Linked DNA regions of Ovis aries: region 2 is linked to region 1. Evidence: chromatin contacts called from public Hi-C data. All regions are on one chromosome and are shown on one strand. Each heading gives the region's core, a stretch centred on a gene start, on an enhancer-like site or on the middle of the called end of the contact. The rest is flanking DNA. Distances are from core to core; before and after follow the strand shown.

Region 1 (5,609 bases), core at 855-3,354:
GAGGAACCTCCAAGCTGAGCCACTGCACTGGCGCAGGCTTCGGATGAGTGTGGCTCAGACAATGGCGAGAACAGCAGTGAAGGTGGGGTGAGTGGAGAAGATAGATGAGCCTGTAGGGCTCAGTGATGGAGATGATCCCTCTGGCTGTGTATCGAGGGGCTGATGCTGTCTGTACTGAACTGGGAGCTCTGAGGAGGGTCAGGTATAGAAAAGACAGCGAATTTGGGTTTGACTATTGGAGGCGCCAAACAGCATGGGGGAAAGAGAGTCTGAGAAGAGGAGAGAGCAATCAATAAAGTTGACCTGATTTTTTTTAACAATTACATCATTAAATATTTAACCAAAATAATAGGAAAATGTCCCATTCCCGCTGACTTCCCTGGTTGCCACACACGCTGGCTGGCCTCATTTGGGGCTTCCCTGCCCCAGCCTTGGGCTTCCCTGGTGGCTCAGAGGGTAAAGCATCTGCCTGCAATGCAGGAGACCCAGGTTTGATCCCTGGGTCAGGAAGAAGGAAATGGAGAAGGAAATGGCAACCCACTCCAGTATTCTTGCCTGGAGAATCCCATGGACAAAGGAGCCTGATAGGCTACAGTCCATGGGGTTGCAAAGAGTCAGACATGACTGAGTGACTTCACTTCACTTTGGCCCAGCCACAGGGAGAGGCCCTGAACTGGAGCCCCCACTGGAGCCCACCTGAAGGCAAGTTGCTTCCCTGTGTCCCAGGGCTGGTTGAGCCAAGGGTGCACTCCCAGACACCGACCAACAGGTGGCAGCACATGTCGTGCCGGTCACCAAGAGGCCTCTGAACAACAAATTATCTAAGAAGCTTTCCCTGTGAGACAGGCATCAGTTCAGTTCAGTCGCTCAGCCGTGTCCGACTCTTTGCGACCCCATGAACTGCAGGACACCAGGCCTCCCTGTCTATCACCAACTCCCGGAGTTCACTCAGACTCACGTCCATCGAGTCGGTGATGCCATCCAGCCATCTCATCCTCTGTCGTCCCCTTCTCCTCCTGCCCCCAATCCCTCCCAGCATCAGAGTCTTTTCCAATGAGTCAACTCTTCGCATGAGGTGGCCAAAGTACTGGAGTTTCAGCTTTAGCATCAGTCCTCCCAAAGAACACCCAGGGCTGATCTCTAGAATGGACTGGTTGGATCTCCATGCAGTCCAAGGGACTCTCCAGAGTCTTCTCCAACACCACAGTTCAAAAGCATCAGTTCATCGGCGCTCAGCTTTCTTCACAGTCCAACTCTCACATCCCTACGTGACCACAGGAAAAACCACAGCCTTGACTAGACTCCCGCATTTACACTGGCGGCTCATCTTCAGACAAAGATTTCAGGCCACTAGGGTGCTGGGCTAGTTCTCTCATCCAACTCCAAGGGCAATCTCCAGGGAGCATCTGGCAACATCTGGAGAGACATTAAATTGTCTCCACAGGGGAGCATGCGCTTCAGGTGGATGCTGGAGAGAGGCCAAGCCCGCTGCCAAGCATCGTTCACAGGACAGTCCCCACAGCAGGAGTCATCTAGCCCAAAGGAGCAACAGTGCCGAAGGTGAGAAAACCAGTTTAATCAGATTCTCAAGAGTGGGTGCCCCAGGAGTTTTCAGACATCCACAGACCAGGGGCCACTGGACTAGGCTGACTCCCAGCCTCCCCTCCCCCAGCAGCCATGAGAGGCCTCTGTTGCCTCCCTCACCTGCGGTCTCCCCTCTCCTCACAGACCTCACCTCTTTCATGCCTCACTCAACAGTTCCTGATCCGCAAGCATGTCCTAGGCACTGTGTCAGCCCTGGAGAGACCGCAGGGGATGGAAGCTCCCTGCCTATTTCGCAGAGCTCAGAGGCTGCAGGGACAGACAGCATATTTTCAAATGTAACGAGTGCTATGTGGACACAAACAAGGTACTGAGATACCAAAAACTAGAGGGGCTTCAACCAGCTTTAACCAAGAGGACTGAAAAGGCCTCTGAAAGGTGACAGTTGAAGTCTGAAGAAGGAACCACCCTCTTTTATTGAAAGTAATACTAACATGCATTTCTTTGCATTACTCACCATCTGTCCCCACCCTCTTACTGTAACTGCAGCTATGTTCCTGTTTGTATAATAAATTCATCTCCAGACCTTGACCCTGAACTGCTATAGCATTTCAGCCATCCCTCAAGGATGTATACATTGTGTCATCCTTTTTTTTTTTTTTTCCTTATTGCTGTGTAGTTTGGTGTTGGTTATTTGTAACAGCATTCAATGTTTCAGTGTGGTGAGAGTTTTCTAAATGGTTCCCCATTTGTTGCTCGTTCATCCTGTGGGAAAAGACATCCTAGTCATCTAATAAGAGTTTCTGGAATCATGGTCAACTCACCTATCTCATCAGCCTGGAGTTGCCCTCCACCTCTCCTCTCCTGTGAGTGTCCACTGAGGTAGGTGGGATGCCCACCATCTTACGGTGGGACAGGACCTTGAGATGGGCAAATGGACCTCACATCAGGGGTCAAGAGGGAACCTTGATAAAGTATGGATTCCTGGGCTCTGCCCCCTTTGCCCAATCTGGATCTCAAGTATAGGTCAGTTTAAAAGGGTTTCCCTGGTGGCTCGGTAGGTAAAGAATCTGCCCACAATGCAGGAGACCCAACCCAGGTTTAATCCCTGGATAAGGAAGATCCTGTGGAGAAGGGAATGGCTACCTACTCCGGGATGCTTGCCTGGAGAATCCCATGGACAGAGGAGCCTGGTGGGCTACAGTCCATAGGATGACAAAGAGTCAGACATGACTGAGTGACTAACATGTTCCCTTTTTTTTCACTTTTCAGAGGATTTAAAATATGTCCACTTACTCTTTCACAGTCCTTCCTTCGAAAGGTGGATCCTAGTTCTCCTCTCCTTGAATGTGGACCAGAGGATTTAGTGACTTGCTTCTCATGAAAAAAAAATGCAGTAGCAGTGATACCATATGACTTCCAAGGCAGCTCAGAAATGACATCAGAGCTTCCACCCTGCTTTCCCTAGTATCGCTCACTCTGGGAGAAGATGGCTGTGTTATAAGGACACTCAAGTAGCCCTGATAGAGGCCCACGTTGGGAGGAACTGAGTCCTCCTGCTTACAGCTGTTCTCTTTTGTCTGAGACAGTCCCAGAATTAATTCACACTAAAACCCCACATCCCAGGAAACTTCTTAGACCTTGGCAAGTAGTCCAGTCACCCCAACAGGCAGCATCACCTTTCCAGCCAGTCCTCCAGCCCCAGGCCTGCCACCGCAGCCCTGATCAATATTTCACTGCAACTTCATGGAAGATTCTGAGCCTGTTTACATGGCTGAGTCACTCTTTAACTCTTGACCCCCAGAAATTATGCAAGATAATAAAGGTTGTTTATTATGTCCCAATGCACTGACTGTTGTTTCAAGTCACTACATTGGGGCCAATTTATTAAACAACAATAGATGAGTAATATGCTCAGGACTCTCTATTTCATGACACTCCTGGGTGACATGAGCTGTGAATCAACAAGAGTGAACCATGGATCTGGTCTTATTCCCTAAAGCAGCACTTCCAATAGATCTTTCTCCAAGAGGAAACAGCGGTGCATCTGTGCTGTCCAAAGTGACAGTTACTAGTCAGCTGCAGCTACTGAGCTTAGAAATGTGACTGGTAGATTCAGGGAACTGAATTTTTAAATTTTAATGAATTCAACTTTAAAGATTACACGTATATAATTTCACTTATAGAACATTCTCAAAATGACAAAATTATGGATTGGAAAGCAGGTTAGTAGTTACCAGGGGTTAGCGATGCTTGGGGAAAGAGTGATGGGTGTGACTATAAAATGGCAACTTGTGAGAGATTTTCATAGCCATGGTAGTTTGGGTCTTTTTTTTTTTTTTTTTTTTTTTGCCTGCACCAGGCCAGTTCTTGGTGGTTTAGTCACTAAGTCATGTCCAACTTTTACAACCCCATGGACTGTAGCCTGCCAGTCTCCACAGTCTACAGGACTTTCCAGACAAGAATACTGGAGTGGGTTGCCATTTCCTTCTCCAGGGGATCTTCCTGACCCAGGGATTGAACCCAGGTCTCCTGCACTGCAGGCAGTTTCTTTACCAATGGAGCCACCGGAGAAGCCCTTAGCTGCGGCATTTTAGTTGCCTCATGTGGGACCTAGATGCCCAACCAGGACCTGGGTCTCCTGCACTGGGAGTGCAGGGTCTTAGCCACTGGAGTGCCAGGGAAGTCCCAGCCGTGGAGTAGCTCCGTCTCTTGATTGCGGTAGTGGTTACATAAACGTACACATGTGAGAAAATGATACAGAGCTATACACACATTGTACCAACATCAGTTTCCTGGTCTTGATATTGCACTACAGTAATAGTAGATGCAACCATTGAAAGAAACGGGCAAAGGGTACATGAGACCTCTTTGCAGTGTTTTTGCAACTTCCTGCAAATCTATAATTGTTTCAAAATAAAGAGTTTACGTTTTTTTAAAATATGAGATAAGCATGAAGCATTAAATAGCACAGGTAGCTAGTGCCTAACATGTTGGACCGTGAGGCCCCTAAACAATGCGCAGGTCCTCCTGGAATATCTTTGAGTCATTTGGCCTCTGTTCAGATCTTCCTGGTGACAGGGAACTCACAGCCTCTCAAGGTCTGTCTGGCAGCTCTAATAAGAAGAAAGTTCAAGCCAGCAGGTTTGGGGGTAGAAAAGTTTTCTCCTCACCTCTCCATTTGTGCTAGAATCATGAACTAGGCCCAGATTTTCTAGAACAAGTTCTCACCCCTAGGGAGCCCAGGGGACCCCACAGGAAGACTGCCCTCGTCACCCACCACTTTCATTACCATCACTTGTCATTCATGATATGGACCACAAGGACTTCACACTGTGTCCCAAAGCAGCCCTGGATGACCACCTTGTCAGATTTAGAAGTAGCCATTACTGACCATTCCAGTTGATTACGAGAGAACTCAACCCAGGTATAGGATTTCAGACAGAGAAGAACCTCAAAGACCTTCTGGTCTTATACTTGCCTTTTACAGACGGGAAAATGAAGACTTGGAATAAATCTGTAAGGATCAAATCCACTTAGTTCAGGGAAGCATGCATTACCTGTAGTAGACTGAATAGCGCTACATGCTAGTTTGAAGATTGGAGAAAGAGGCCAGGAACCGAAGGATGCAGGTCCAGTCTAGAGGCTGGAAAAAGCACGGAGACAGACTCTCTCCTAGAAACGTGGAGGGAACATGACCTTGACAATACATTGATTTGGGCTCAGCGAAATCATTTCCAATATTTGGCCTCTAGAACTCTACTGCAGTCCATGGGGTAGCAGAGTTAGACACGACTGAGCATCTGAACTGAACTGAACACTGTAAGACAGTAAATTCATGCTGCTTTAAGCTTGTCAGATAGCTCAGCTGGTAAAGAATCTGCCTGTAATTCAGGAGACCCCAGTTCAATTCCTGGGTCAGAAAGATCCCCTGGAGAAGGGATAGGCTACCCATTCCCCTATTCTTGGGCTTCCCTGGTGGTTCAGAAGGTATAGAATCCTCCTGCAATGCGGGAGACCTGGGCTCTATCCCTGGGTTGGGAAGATCCGCTGGAGAAGGGAAAGGC
Region 2 (5,609 bases), core at 1,723-4,222, 190 kb after region 1:
CATTTAAGTGGCATTCATAAAGTAGCTGCTAAGTCACTTCAGTCATGTCCGACTCTGTGCGACCCCATAGACGGCAGCCCATCAGGCTCCCCCGTCCCTGTGATTCTCCAGGCAAGAACAGTGGAGTGGGTTGCCATTTCCTTCTCCAATGCAGGAAAGTGAAAGTGAAGTCGCTCAGTCGTGTCCGACCCTCAGCGACCCCGTGGACTGCAGCCTTCCAGGCTACTCCGTCCATGGGATTTCCAGGCAAGAGTACTGGAGTGGGGTGCCATTTCCTTCTCTGTCATAAAGTAGAGTCAAGTAGAAAAGGGGTTTGTTTTAGGAGACATACATATTCCCTATATTCCTTTGTGATGATTGGTCAACAAATGTTCCTTTAAGAATGTCACACAAGGGCTTCCTTGGTGGCTCAGTGGTAAGGAATTCACTGCCAATGCAGGGGACACAGGTTCAATCCTCGGTCTGGAAAATCCCACATGCCACAGTACCACTGAGCCTGTGTGCCAAAACTACTGAGCCTGTGCTCTAGAGCCCAGAGACCGCAACTACCGAGTCCGTGCGCCACAACTACTGAAGCCCACGTGCCCTAGAGCCTGTGCTCTAAACAAGAGAAGCCACCACAATGAGCAGCACCACAGCTAGAGAGCAGCCCCTGCTCTCCACAACTAGAGAAAAGCCTGAAAAGCCACGAAGAACCAGTAAGCCAAAAATACATAAAGAAAAAATATATATACATAGAATGTTACAGAAATACAGGTTGGTTTCCATAGTTCCCAGAGATGTGCAAAAATTCCCTAAATTCTGTTCTGTTGTTGTTCAGTCACTAAGTCATGCCAGACTCTTTGTGACCCCATGGAACCCAGGCTGTCCTTCACTATCTCCTGGAGTTTGTTCAAACTCATGTTCATTGAGTCGGTGATGCCATCCAACCATCTTGTCCTCTGTCATCCCCTTCTGCCCTCAATCTTTCCCAGCATCAGGGTCTTTTCCAAAGGGTCAGCCCTTTGCATCAGGAGGCCAAAGTATTGGAGCTTCAGCTTCAGCATCAACCAATCCTTCCAATGAATATTCAGGGTTGATTTCCTTTAGGATTGACTGATTGACTGATCTCCTCACAGTCCAGGGGACTCTCAAGGGCCTTCTCCAACACCACCATTTGAAGACATCAGTTCTTAAATCCTATTTAAAAGCTCTCAAGTGTAACACATTTTATAAAGCTAATAATTATTTCCTCAATTATGTTCCTTTTGAGTCTAGATTTTTAAACGCGTTTTTGTTTTTCTTAAAATGAAACAATCCCAGTTAGACTTGCAGGAGGAAATCACATGCTTTTGGTGTTCAGCATTCCTTGCCACTCCTGTGCCACTACTGCTGTAGCCACCTTACTGGTTTTTCTGCGTCTCATTCTGCCCCTTCACACCGAGTTGTCTTCCTGAAGCACATATCTAATCCTGCCACTTCAATAATAGGCATTGAATGTTTCCATCACCTTCCAAAAACCCCAGTTCCTTAGGATCGCATCACATCAAGGTCTCTGAGCTGTGCCCTGACTTATCAGAACAACCCTATCTCCCACCGTTCTCCCACCCACATATTCTGCTCTCCAGTCACATCAACTAATAAATGCTTTTAGAATGTGGTCCATGATTTCCAAACACTAAGCCACTTGCCTCACTTCCTAGAATAGAGAACAATATAGCCCAGTGATAAAGAGCATACCCTTCTATGTTAGACTAGATTCAGTTCTGACTCCGTCACCTTCCAGCTGTGTGAGTTTGATGACTTAATCTGCCTGAGCCACAAGTTTCTTCCGCACTAAAATGGGGATATTGACCGTGCTTTTCTCATAGGGTTGCTTGGAGGATTCTGTTGGATTATGCATGCAAAATGCTTAGCACAGTGCCTGGCACACATTAAACACCCAATATATGATGGCCCTTATTTCAATCTATTAAGGTCCATCTATCTGTCAAAAAACACTACCCCTTGAAGCATTTTTAGTTCCCCTAGTCTCATCTCTCCCTCTAGGATCCCACAGATCATTAATAATCTCATTCTCAACACTAACTACAGGGTTGGCCAAGATGTTCTTTTGGGTTTTTCTGTATGATGTTATAGAAAAACCTGAAGGGACATTTTGGTCAACTCAGTATTATTATTTAGATACTCTGCTCTACTTTACTGAATCTCTGCCATGTACTAACTGCCATAGCGAATAAAAGATGGAGAAAACTTGGATCTTTGCCATACAGGTATTCACAATCTAGTTACCAAACACTGATAACTCAATACAATTCACTCAAAGACAATGTTTGTTGAATAAAGCTGTGGCTCATTATCATTATGAAACTATTTTTCCTGAGGTTCTCTTGTACAGAATAATCTCAAAGTATGACCTAGATTTTAGTCCTAGTATGACCTAGTATGATATGATCCTAGTATGACCAAGGACCATGACCATTTCCCCTACTACTAAACAGAATTTACCTCTTAAGAACATATATATAGTGAACATAGCTGAGTTTAGGAAACTATCGAAGGAAAAGTTGTACCAGTGATATTGTCAAATTCAAACAATGCCATCAAACTATGACTTCCTCTGTTCCCAAAGCTTTTTCCAAGATAAGTACACAGAGTGTTGGATCTAAAATATGGCCCAGGGCTAGAAGCACTTCTACCCTGCTTTTCCTGATGATGCAGTTGTGATGTGTATTCTTGGTGTACCTGTAATTCAAGGGCAGAGCAGACGGTGAAGGCTGCATGTCCACGCTGCATCCTCTAACCCTGTCTAGAGACTGTCAAGACCACGAGGTCAGTGACTACCACTGAATTTTGGCTGTGGAAAGCTGGCAGTCCTAACTGCTGAAAGAGTCCTCTGCCTGTATGAAGTGATGCTCTAAATCAGTGCCAGGTTCTCAGGGTCAACAAGGCTTCGGGTGAGACCTGCTCAGGTTCCTGCTTCACCCAAATACCAGTTGATGACTCATACAATGTTTCCACACAGGAAACAGTGCATGTTTGGGGCCTGTGAACAGAGCACATGTCATCAAGATGGCTTCTCATGAAATAATTGCTCTGGGCTGCCAAAGAAAGAGGAGTGGCTCCTCATCCTGGGCGGAGCTCACCACCCCTTTCTCCTGCTGTCCTCCCCTCCAAGCTGCCTGGCACTGTGACCAGGAGCAGAGCTAAGCTGGTTTCTTCCCTCTCCCTCCTGAGTTCTAGCTCTGTGGGTAACGGTGGGAAAGGAAGCCTTATTCAACTATAAGCAGCTTTGCGATTTTTGAAAACATCCTCAAAAGTCATGTGTATTTCAGACATGCATCTTGTTTAAATGTTTTTAAGGACAGTTCATTCCAAAATAGTTAAAAACATGTCTCACAGTTTGATCAGTGTCAACCATGTTTCCAGCACACACAGACACACACACACATATATTTTTTTCTTTCCTTCACAACTGAGTATGTCATCTATCTTGTGACATCTGGCATATAAGAGTTCAGCTGAGGCTTAAGGTTCGTTAGCACCCTCTTAGCACCCCTAAGGAGCTCATCTTTGTCTTAATGCAATCACATTCATGAAAGTGGGGCTTCTCTTGTGTTTGTGTGTGTGCGTGTGCACATGTGTGTGCCCAGTGAGGCTTCTAATCACTAGCATCAGCAGTCTCATTTTTCCACTGCAAGTAATTTTTGTTTTTACCCCAGAAAGAGTAAAATATTTAAATTGTCCCATAAGCACCATTATGCTAACAACGAGAGCAACACTTTCAAGACTGCAGGGCATATTAGACTTCAATAGCCCAAATGATGACTGAGAGCCTGAAAATAAGACAGGTTCAACTAAGGAGAAACTGCAATTACAGTGAATACAAATGTAAAATGTCTCAGAGAGGAGGGTGCTTGTTCTATTAAAGTAACCTGTGTACGGAGAGCATGTGATGGGTTTCAATCTGTTAACATCAATACTTTCATGGGGCTGTCACCTCACTCTTTCATCTCATCCCACACCCTTCTCCAGTTTCAAGGAAGAGCAAGGATAGTAGGATGATGGAAATAAGTATTTGTTTAGCATGGATTATTAGTAAACAGAAAAGTATTATTTATGTCTTTACTTGACATGGTAAATATTGAGTAATAGCATAACCATCTAATGGGGTTTTAAGAAAAAAGATACGTTACAGGAACTTTTTACACAGTCTATAAGAACAAAAACCAACATTCTCACAGAGTTAGATGATTATCAGTGATGAACAAACCCAGCTTCTGTGGAAATGGTTGCTGGTTTCCACAAGCCACATGAAGTCTAGATTCCGAGCCCATTGATGAAGGGAGTGAGCTGCTCTTCACTCAGACTGAGATCTTCAGCCCCACATATTTTCAGTAGAACTTTATACTTAATGCCTTACACAGGGTAGTCCACCAGCAGTTTAAAAAAAAGTAAAAGAGAGACTTGATTCAAACAAAATGTAAAAACAGGAGAAATATGGAATTTGAACACTGACTGGGTATTGATAATATTAAACTTCAAAACTGTTGTAAAGACATAATTATATCTTTATAAAAAGAGGACTTAGCTTTTAGATATACACATTGAAGTATTTAGGGAAGAATTATACTGATGCCAGTATTTGCTTCAAAATAATACAAGAGGAGAGGAAATAAGTAGGGGAATGAATGAAATATAATTGACCACATGTTAATAATTGTTAAATCTGGGTGATAAGTACATAGGGGTTCATTGTGCACGTATCAAAATGATACTCCATCTACTCTTGTAGATGTAGATGGATATATACTCTTGTTTATATTTGAAACTTCCCACAATAAATTTTTTTTTTTAATTTTGGAGCATTGGAAACAAAATTAGATGCAAAGAATCCTGCCATGGACAAAGTTGTTTTTTAACTGGGGAAAAATAAGTTGCAGGAGGATATGTACAGGATGATGCCATTTAATAAAATGTCAAACATGCCAAACAGTACAATACAGATTTTAAGGGTACCTGCATAAAGTCAGGAAGATAAGAATGGTATTCCAGATACAAATTTCAAAACTATAGTTATTGGAATGCAGGAAAGGAAATGTAATTGATGGCTACACAAGGGGCTTCAACTATTTTTCTAAAGTTTTACATGTTGTCATGGACACATAAGTGATTATTGTATTATTCTCTGAGCATCTTTATATTTCTAAAATGTTTCACAATAAAAACATATAAATTAAAAATAAAAATGAAATGGAAAGTGGACAATCATCTGTAGGGATGTCTGAAGAGTCCTGCACTTCCTGTACTGACTTTTAAGAAAAATATCCATTTCTATCTCAGTTTGTAAGAATTGGGTTTTGTTTAAAATATTTTTATTATAAAAATACAAAAATGTAACTAGCATATTTAAAGAATAGTAATAAAACAGACACTGTTGAAGTATAGTAACTCAAGAAACTCAACATTACTAGTCCCATAGAAGTTCCAGGTATACTCTCTGATCACATTCCCAGCAGATAGAGTTGCTATCCTGAATTTTGTGTTTGTTAGTACCACCTTTTAAAATAATCTAATCATATACTGTATATTTTAAGATACAGTTTTGCATGTTTTTAACTTACACATGT

The links. A called contact is a pair of places that touch in the nucleus more often than the background predicts.
Region 2: a Hi-C map of mixed tissues shows a contact between it and region 1, with 3 times the contacts expected there. The contact joins two enhancer-like sites. A contact is called at or near these places in 8 of 16 Hi-C or Micro-C datasets (blood, hypothalamus, liver and 4 more).

Annotation. Positions count from the first base shown.
Region 1 is chr5:43,337,592-43,343,200 of ARS-UI_Ramb_v3.0, forward strand. No RefSeq gene overlaps it. Among named protein-coding and RNA genes, the nearest start is that of VDAC1, 24 kb to the left of the region's middle. Within about 2 kb of position 2,105, at least 7 of the 54 cell types and tissues checked have an H3K27ac peak or open chromatin away from gene starts, as enhancers often do.
Region 2 is chr5:43,524,244-43,529,852 of ARS-UI_Ramb_v3.0, forward strand. No RefSeq gene overlaps it. Among named protein-coding and RNA genes, the nearest start is that of PPP2CA, 21 kb to the left of the region's middle. Within about 2 kb of position 2,973, at least 8 of the 54 cell types and tissues checked have an H3K27ac peak or open chromatin away from gene starts, as enhancers often do.